Linked DNA regions of Anas platyrhynchos: region 1 is linked to region 2. The links are chromatin contacts, called in public Hi-C maps. All regions are on one chromosome and are shown on one strand. Each heading gives the region's core, a stretch centred on a gene start, on an enhancer-like site or on the middle of the called end of the contact. The rest is flanking DNA. Distances are from core to core; before and after follow the strand shown. Region 1 overlaps JADE1 (jade family PHD finger 1). Region 2 overlaps JADE1 (jade family PHD finger 1).

Region 1 (3,457 bases), core at 268-2,767, 50 kb before region 2:
TAGAAAGCTATAGAAAATCATTCCTTTCTAATCCTGCTGTCCACATTTTAAATCAGTTTTACTGAGGCACTGGTATAAAGAAACCATAAAGGTGATTAATATTTTGTAATGAAGCAATTGGCACTTAACAAGCTACTCACTTCTACAGACTGCTTACTAAAAATATTAAAGAACTTAAAGGTAAAAGTGAAATTCAATTTGGAATACATACATTTGGATACTAAAGCCTCTGTCTAAATGATTTTATTAATATCGATTGATCTATTGCCTTCCAAAGAGGTAATCAAAGGGTAATCTTGTTAAAGAGGAATGGCTTACTTAGCGTGACACAAAGTGTTGAAGGGCCAAATCTTAGTTTGAGAGTGGAGAATAACCTTGTGGTTATATTAGGGCTGGTAAAATGAGAAAGGCAAGCGGGCCTCATTCCAAAAGGATGTGAGGTCTTGTTGGATATCCAAGTCAGAGGAGCCTGCAGCCGAGCTGATCCAGCAGCTTTGCTTTAACAGCAAGTACAGAAGGGATGGGGAGAGTCAAGCCCGTTTCAGTATTGTGCAGAAAAGAATGATAGGGACACCTAAGCTAAAGCTTATAACTTATTCCTCATTTTTGTTATTTTTTAAAATGAAAATGTGATTTTTTTTTTTTTTTTTTGCCAAATGTTGGAATGAATAATATTGATAATTCCTAATAATCACTATTAGTCAGCTTTCAAAAGAGCACTGCAAGCTTTCATGTTCAAATATTTCCTGATGGTCAGCTAAAAGACAGTGTGTAGGTGGCAAACAGTAGGATGTAAACAGCATTTGAAAAGTGTACTTTGCATTATACTGGCACTTATTGAAAATTTAGATCTGATTATCAGCTGTAGGTTTACTTTGTGTCTCTTCTGGAGTATCTAAATTAACATTTTGACTACTAGTTATAAAATACAGTATTCTCTAACAGGCATCTGTAAGCACTGGGCCCCAGATCCTCCAAGACTGTATTGGTGTCTTTTTTTTTAATTTCCCTTAATGAATGAAAATGTATCAAATAAGAACAAAATAATTCTCACCTTAATTATGCTGCTTAAAATGTTGACATATTTATGTGTACAAAATAAATAGTCTGACATAACTAATTAAAATGTCTGTACACACAAATGCATTATAAATAGAAATAAACATCTTTTATCTCTCAATTAATTTATTTGAACTTCAGATTGTAATTAGAATACATTCAGGTATCCAGAGAACAATGAAAAGAATCCTTGGTGAAACAACAGCACTCTCAAGAGAACTGAAAGTACTCCTTAAGTCTCTGAAGTTACACCACGCCATTTGGCATAAACAGGATTTGGAACAGTGCTCTGCAACTTCCTGGAGTTAGTATACGACCAGCTCCCGAAGAGCAAGCTCTTGGATCCTGGGAACACTTGACTCTGGCAGTAAGAGGACCTGGGATCTCTCTACGAGTGTGAAGGATTCAAAGAACACTTGTTTAGTCCTCCTGATAATGGAGATGGGCTTGTCTGTACGTGACCTCTGCGGACAGAGTACTGTTTGCCTACAGCTCACTTCATGTTTTCTGTTGCTTACTTTGTGTCAGGGGTAGAATATAAATAAGGACTCATATATGTAAAATATCTGCAGCTGAATTGCTGACTGCCAGGATTTTATCCCTACAAACCTTCAAGTGTTCAAAACAACAGAGTAAATAGCTTCTCAACTTGCATACAGTGGCAGCTGAAGCTGGCAGAATTTCTCTCTTACTCCTAACCTTGTTTGCCTTGAGCTGTGTAAAATCTCCCAATGTCAGGCGGATCCATTTTATAGGGACAGCCTGGAAATAGTTCTGTTAAAGCAAAAATCTCTCTCAAACAGATGAGGAAAAAAACTCAGTAATTGTTTTTTGAGCTGTAACTTCCTAAGGTGCTTTACAGAAACTCTATTTTAAACTGATCTGCAATTTCTTTATACTATTTACAAAATATTTTAAAATATTATTTTTCTACCTCATGTATTTATCAAGATTTCATGTTTGTGGAACTCTTTGGGCTCTTGTTTAATGGTACATAATTTTGTGTTTTTGAAGAAATGTCTCTCACAAATCAGCTGCGGTTACAGATTCCCTCTTTAGGAAGTCATCCTGATGGGAGAAATTTCTGTGGTTAATCTCCTCCATACCCGAGTATTGGTAGCTTTCCTTCTGAGCCTAGACAACTGATTGTACATCAGTCTGTGAGGATTTCCAAGCAATGAGACAGACTAAAACACCCTAGATGTTAAATTATTTTGCAATGTGCCTGAACATGAAAAAAGCAAACCATGATTGCAAGACTCTTTAGAAACTGCAAGTGCCGTTTGGAATACACAGATAAGCTGCTTTTGTAAACTGTTAGTCAGCAGGCTTTCATTTCTGTAGTCTAATTTCTAAATTTTAGGTTGTAACCTTTCAGATAGATGCATAAAACGTTTGGCTAGGAATGTGGAATAAAGGATGTGGAATGCTTCATTTCTGAACCTCTGTTTTCATAGCAGCTTTCTCAGAGGGAGTTCAGGATTGCTTGTCTGTCTTATGCTGTCTCTTAAGCATCAAGATTTATGTGGTTGAGGAATTGGTCTGAGTAGGCACAATTCATATAGACTGCAGCTTTGGTTATTACTGCAGAAGGGGTTGGTTAGGCATCTCCTTTCTTGTGATCTGCATCTGGCATGAAATCTGTCCTGGAGCAAGGGTTTGTGTGTAATATGCTGTAGAAGCTTTGGGTTCTTCTGTTTAAAACACAAGTTAAACACAACTGAAGTGTCTTCTTTTTTGTGATGTCCATGCTTAGGATTCCCTAACCTTTGCCATTCTTTCTGTCTTATAAATATTTAGGATGTGCATGGGAACAGCAGCAGGCAGTAGGAGTTCAGATCTTGAGCAAAGAGAGGTTTTGAGACTGTACGACTGTCCAATTTACTTTACCTATTGAGTAAAAAGATCTTTCTCCTGATATTGTTTTGCAAATATAATTATTTCTTGGAAGGAAAGCTCAAGTGCTGTCTTTTGTTCTAGAATAGTATTTATTTTACTTGCCAAACCTAAGAAAAATAAACAAAACCACTTCTCATGGTTGACTTAACTCATACACTTTTTCTGTTATTTTCAGACACTGGTAGGCTGTGCAAAAACAAACAACAATAAAAACCACACCTCTTCCAGAGAATGTCCCATGATTTCGAGTAAAACCCTTGGTAACTATTTAGGTTTATAAGCTGGAGATCCATGGTAACTATTTAGGTTTATAAGCTGGAGTTCCACAGCAGCTCCCACTGCATTAAATGGAAGTGGTTTGCACATGCACTTCTAAAAATCAAACCATTTACAGTCTAGCTGTGGGTGCATGTTAGGGAGCCCCTCGGCTAGAAAAGACTTTGGGTCTTCTGGAAATCAAACCATGTATGTAGATGTTTATGTCCATGTTTTGGTATCT
Region 2 (3,472 bases), core at 739-3,238:
GGAGGCATAAGTGTGGACTGTGTTTGGGTATGCAAACCAGATAAAGAGTGTCAGGAAGGGCCGTTTGCTGCAAGTTTATGTGGCCCACTGATACTCAAGATGAAATGCCATGTTTAGCCCAATACCTCCTCCCACTCTTTTTTTTTTTTTTTTTTTTTTTTTTTTTTTCTTTTGGGCGAGAGAGGTGGAGGAGGGAGGGAGGAAGGGAGGTTAGCACTGGACTCAACCTCCCCTGTTGAGCAAGGGTTCCTTTCTCCTGGATACCTCTATCCTCCTATTCCTACTTCTGTTCGGTAGTGTTGAACCTCTGAATATTTCAATAGTGAAATGGAAGTATATGTGGTAGATTTTATTATGTTTATGCCGATTAAGACTTACTAAACTGTTTTTTGTTTTTTTTTTTTTTTTTTTTTTTGCTTGCTTAAGCAGTGAAACTTGTGGAAAAATTCAGCAATAAACATTGCTACAAAAAAAAAGAAAGAATTACTTTAGTTCTCTCAATCATTTTTTCTGTGTTAAACACTGAATGACTTCTAAAACATACTGCTGGTGAAGGAAAATAGCTGAAGTAAACAACAGTTGCCTGTTTGTTTGACTAGCATTTTCTTTATTTAGAAGTAGTGGCTGCTTTACACCCTTGTTACCTCCTATCTGTGTACTATACACATAAAGTTACTAATACCTGAAGTAGGTTTCAAGACTGCTGCAACTGAAAGCACTGAAATCAGTGGATCTCTAACTATTCAGGGAGAAAATTTGACTTTAGTCAAAATTGTGATTGACATACCCTATGGGGGATTGGTTTCAAGCAGGGGAGCAGATAAGCTGGTAAAATGAGCAGAGGTAGATGCCCCTATTAAGGATAGACAGAATACGTCCTCTGCATTATGTCCAATTGTTTTAGGTCAGTTTTCTGCTGTGGAGGCTGCATAATCTCTCAGGCCTTGTGGAAGACCTCAGTTCTCATGGTCTGGTATGAGCTCTAAGCTCCTTGAACAGTGAATCATAGCATTTGGAGGAGGCTGTCTGAGGAGAGACCACAGGTAGAAGTAATGCTGAAGCAATTCCATAAATACTACGTGGAACTGAAAAGGACCACATGGGAGGCTCCTTCCAAGGTTTCTAGTCTTTCCAGAAATGTTATCATAAGCTGCTTGGAGCAATTTCAACAGTTGTTTTTATTTTTATTTTTTCCCCCGTTTAATCTTTTTCCAACTCTTAGGATCCAGAGTTGAAGTTGTCACTTTTTCTTTAAGTCATTTTGCTGCTAGGTTGTTACGGGGGGGGGGGGGGGATTTTGTAGTACTTCCCCAATGAATTGGTACCACAACTCCGCTGCTAGCAACCAGTTATCAAGAAACACTGCAATCAGAAAATCTGTAATCAGATTCCTTTGAACTCTTGTACGCATCTTGTCACAGTGCCTTTCTTTCACTGGTTGATTTCTGCCTGCACAAACACAATTTAATATTGAAGCTGAAGTTCGTTTAGATTAGACAGTGTAATGTTGCTTGATGAGCTGCCAGGTAGGCACGTGTGTATACTTTAACTCAGATTTGATCTGTAGCTACTGAACTGTCATTTGCCTGAGGTTTTCACAATCCATTCTTCCTGTACTGAGGGCATTACCTGGGCTGCTAATTACTTCTCTCATCATGTACAAAATTGTGTTGTTTACTTTAAAGGTGATGCATCAACTTGATCCTGCTTAACTCTCAGACTCGCAAGTTAACTGCCTGCTTATAGTTGTTCCCTTGAGGTTCTTGTTCTACCGGTTTTCCGTCAGCTTCCACTTTTCAATAAGAGTAATTTGGAAGCACTTGATTTCAGTAGGTGTACTTCTCGATTTTGGAATTCAGTATGTTCTGAGGGTGCCTGCTACCACTCCACTTTGAGATGAACGCACAATGTAAACTGTTGCATATCCATGAGATGACCATGTCTGATTTGCAAAAGTATTTTAAGATACCACATCAAAGTGTCATGGAGGTATACTTTGTACTCTGATAGGTGCTATGTAGCAGGCCAAAGGAAAGGATGTAGTTTAATCATTAGAAGCTTTGGACTGGGAGGCATGACTTTTGGTTTCTATTCTTGGTTTTAATGCTGACTTAACATGTGACTTATGTAAGTGATTTAACCTTCGTATGCCCCTGCTTACCCACACATAAAATAAACATTATCTCTACTTCTCAAGTTTTGTCATTAAAAAGACTACTCTAGTCTCTCAGTTGCAAGCACCCTGCTTGATAACACGGTAAATAGAAAGTTGAGTTCTGAGAACTCATTTTTCATCTGTTCCCCTCCTTATCCCTTAACAGCACAGCTTGTACTTACTGGGTCTTACACATACACATACAGCTAGTCACCTCTCCAAACAGCTACATTTCAATAAAACAAGGAACTGTAAACCACAAGAATGAGGCTTGTGAGTGCTGGAAAAAGCACATCTTTGGAGTGTGGCCTCTGACTCTGCAGTGACGGTAGCCGTAAACCTCTGCTTCAGAGTAAAAGGAAATAACATGCTACCCAAGTCTAGTCTTTCTGATCTTTCTAATCCAAACACACCTAAAGTCAGCTCTTGTCATTATGAAGAAGGAAAAAAAAGCAAGAGCAAAAATTAATTTTTGTGGATGATTTTGTGTGGTGGTCAGATGCCATGTTGCCATAAGTGATGTGTTTGAATTAGACAAAACTGGGGCAATTATGTTTCTCTGTAGTACATACATAAGCCATGTGAGCAAGTTTTATTTCTGCAGTGGTTAAGAATATTATACATAAGCAATTTGTAAGTAATAGAGATTTACATGTGCATGAGGCAAAATAGATTTTTTTCCCATCACTCGTGTGTAGGCCAAGTGAAGACAAAACGGACCTGAACAGGATATGGCCCAAATGTGCATGTCTTGCCTCTCTGCAATGTATGCATCTCTCCCAGGAGTTGTGAAAGTTGTCTTTAGGATTAAATGCAAGTTAAAATATTGACACTGTTGGTTTGGATCCATGCTGTGTTTTTCCCCTCAGGTTTCTAATCTTGAAAGGCAAGAAGGGGAAAATGGAAGTTCTTAAAAAAAAAAAAAAAAAAAAAAAAAAAAAGGGGGGGGGGTGGCTAAAAGGAGCAAAAGAAGAAGGTTTGAGTTCCAACTGATAGTAGGACTAAGCTTTATAGTGGGGAGAAACTCGAGTTCATTAGCTCTGCCTTTGTGTAGGATGAGACTCTGCAAAGATTAATGGAAAAAGATTGCAAACATTAAAGGAGTAACTGATACTAATCAAATTAAAAATAAAAAAAAAAGTGAAAACATTGTGGCAGATACTGCTGCAGCAACAGATTTCCACTAAAACCTGTAAGAAAGTGCTGAAAAGCCAGACACGTGTTCCTTCCTTGGCTTTGTGCATCTGCCCAGAAATAAGTCAAGAGGGAGAACTTATTTTTTTTTTTTATCATTTATATAGTTTAAATTTTAATAAG

The links. A called contact is a pair of places that touch in the nucleus more often than the background predicts.
Region 1: a contact with region 2 is called in a Hi-C map of F1 follicle, with 3 times the contacts expected there. The contact joins two enhancer-like sites. A contact is called at or near these places in 4 of 8 Hi-C or Micro-C datasets (F1 follicle, F5 follicle, skeletal muscle and 1 more).

The regions. Positions count from the first base shown.
Region 1 is chr4:44,098,516-44,101,972 of IASCAAS_PekinDuck_T2T, reverse strand. All of the region lies in intron 1 of JADE1 (jade family PHD finger 1), which reads left to right. Among named protein-coding and RNA genes, the nearest start is that of JADE1, 7.9 kb to the left of the region's middle. Within about 2 kb of position 1,517, at least 2 of the 8 cell types and tissues checked have an H3K27ac peak or open chromatin away from gene starts, as enhancers often do. A contact at or near this core is called in F1 follicle, where this site is marked.
Region 2 is chr4:44,048,482-44,051,953 of IASCAAS_PekinDuck_T2T, reverse strand. All of the region lies in intron 1 of JADE1 (jade family PHD finger 1), which reads left to right. Among named protein-coding and RNA genes, the nearest start is that of JADE1, 58 kb to the left of the region's middle. Within about 2 kb of position 1,988, at least 2 of the 8 cell types and tissues checked have an H3K27ac peak or open chromatin away from gene starts, as enhancers often do. A contact at or near this core is called in F1 follicle, where this site is marked.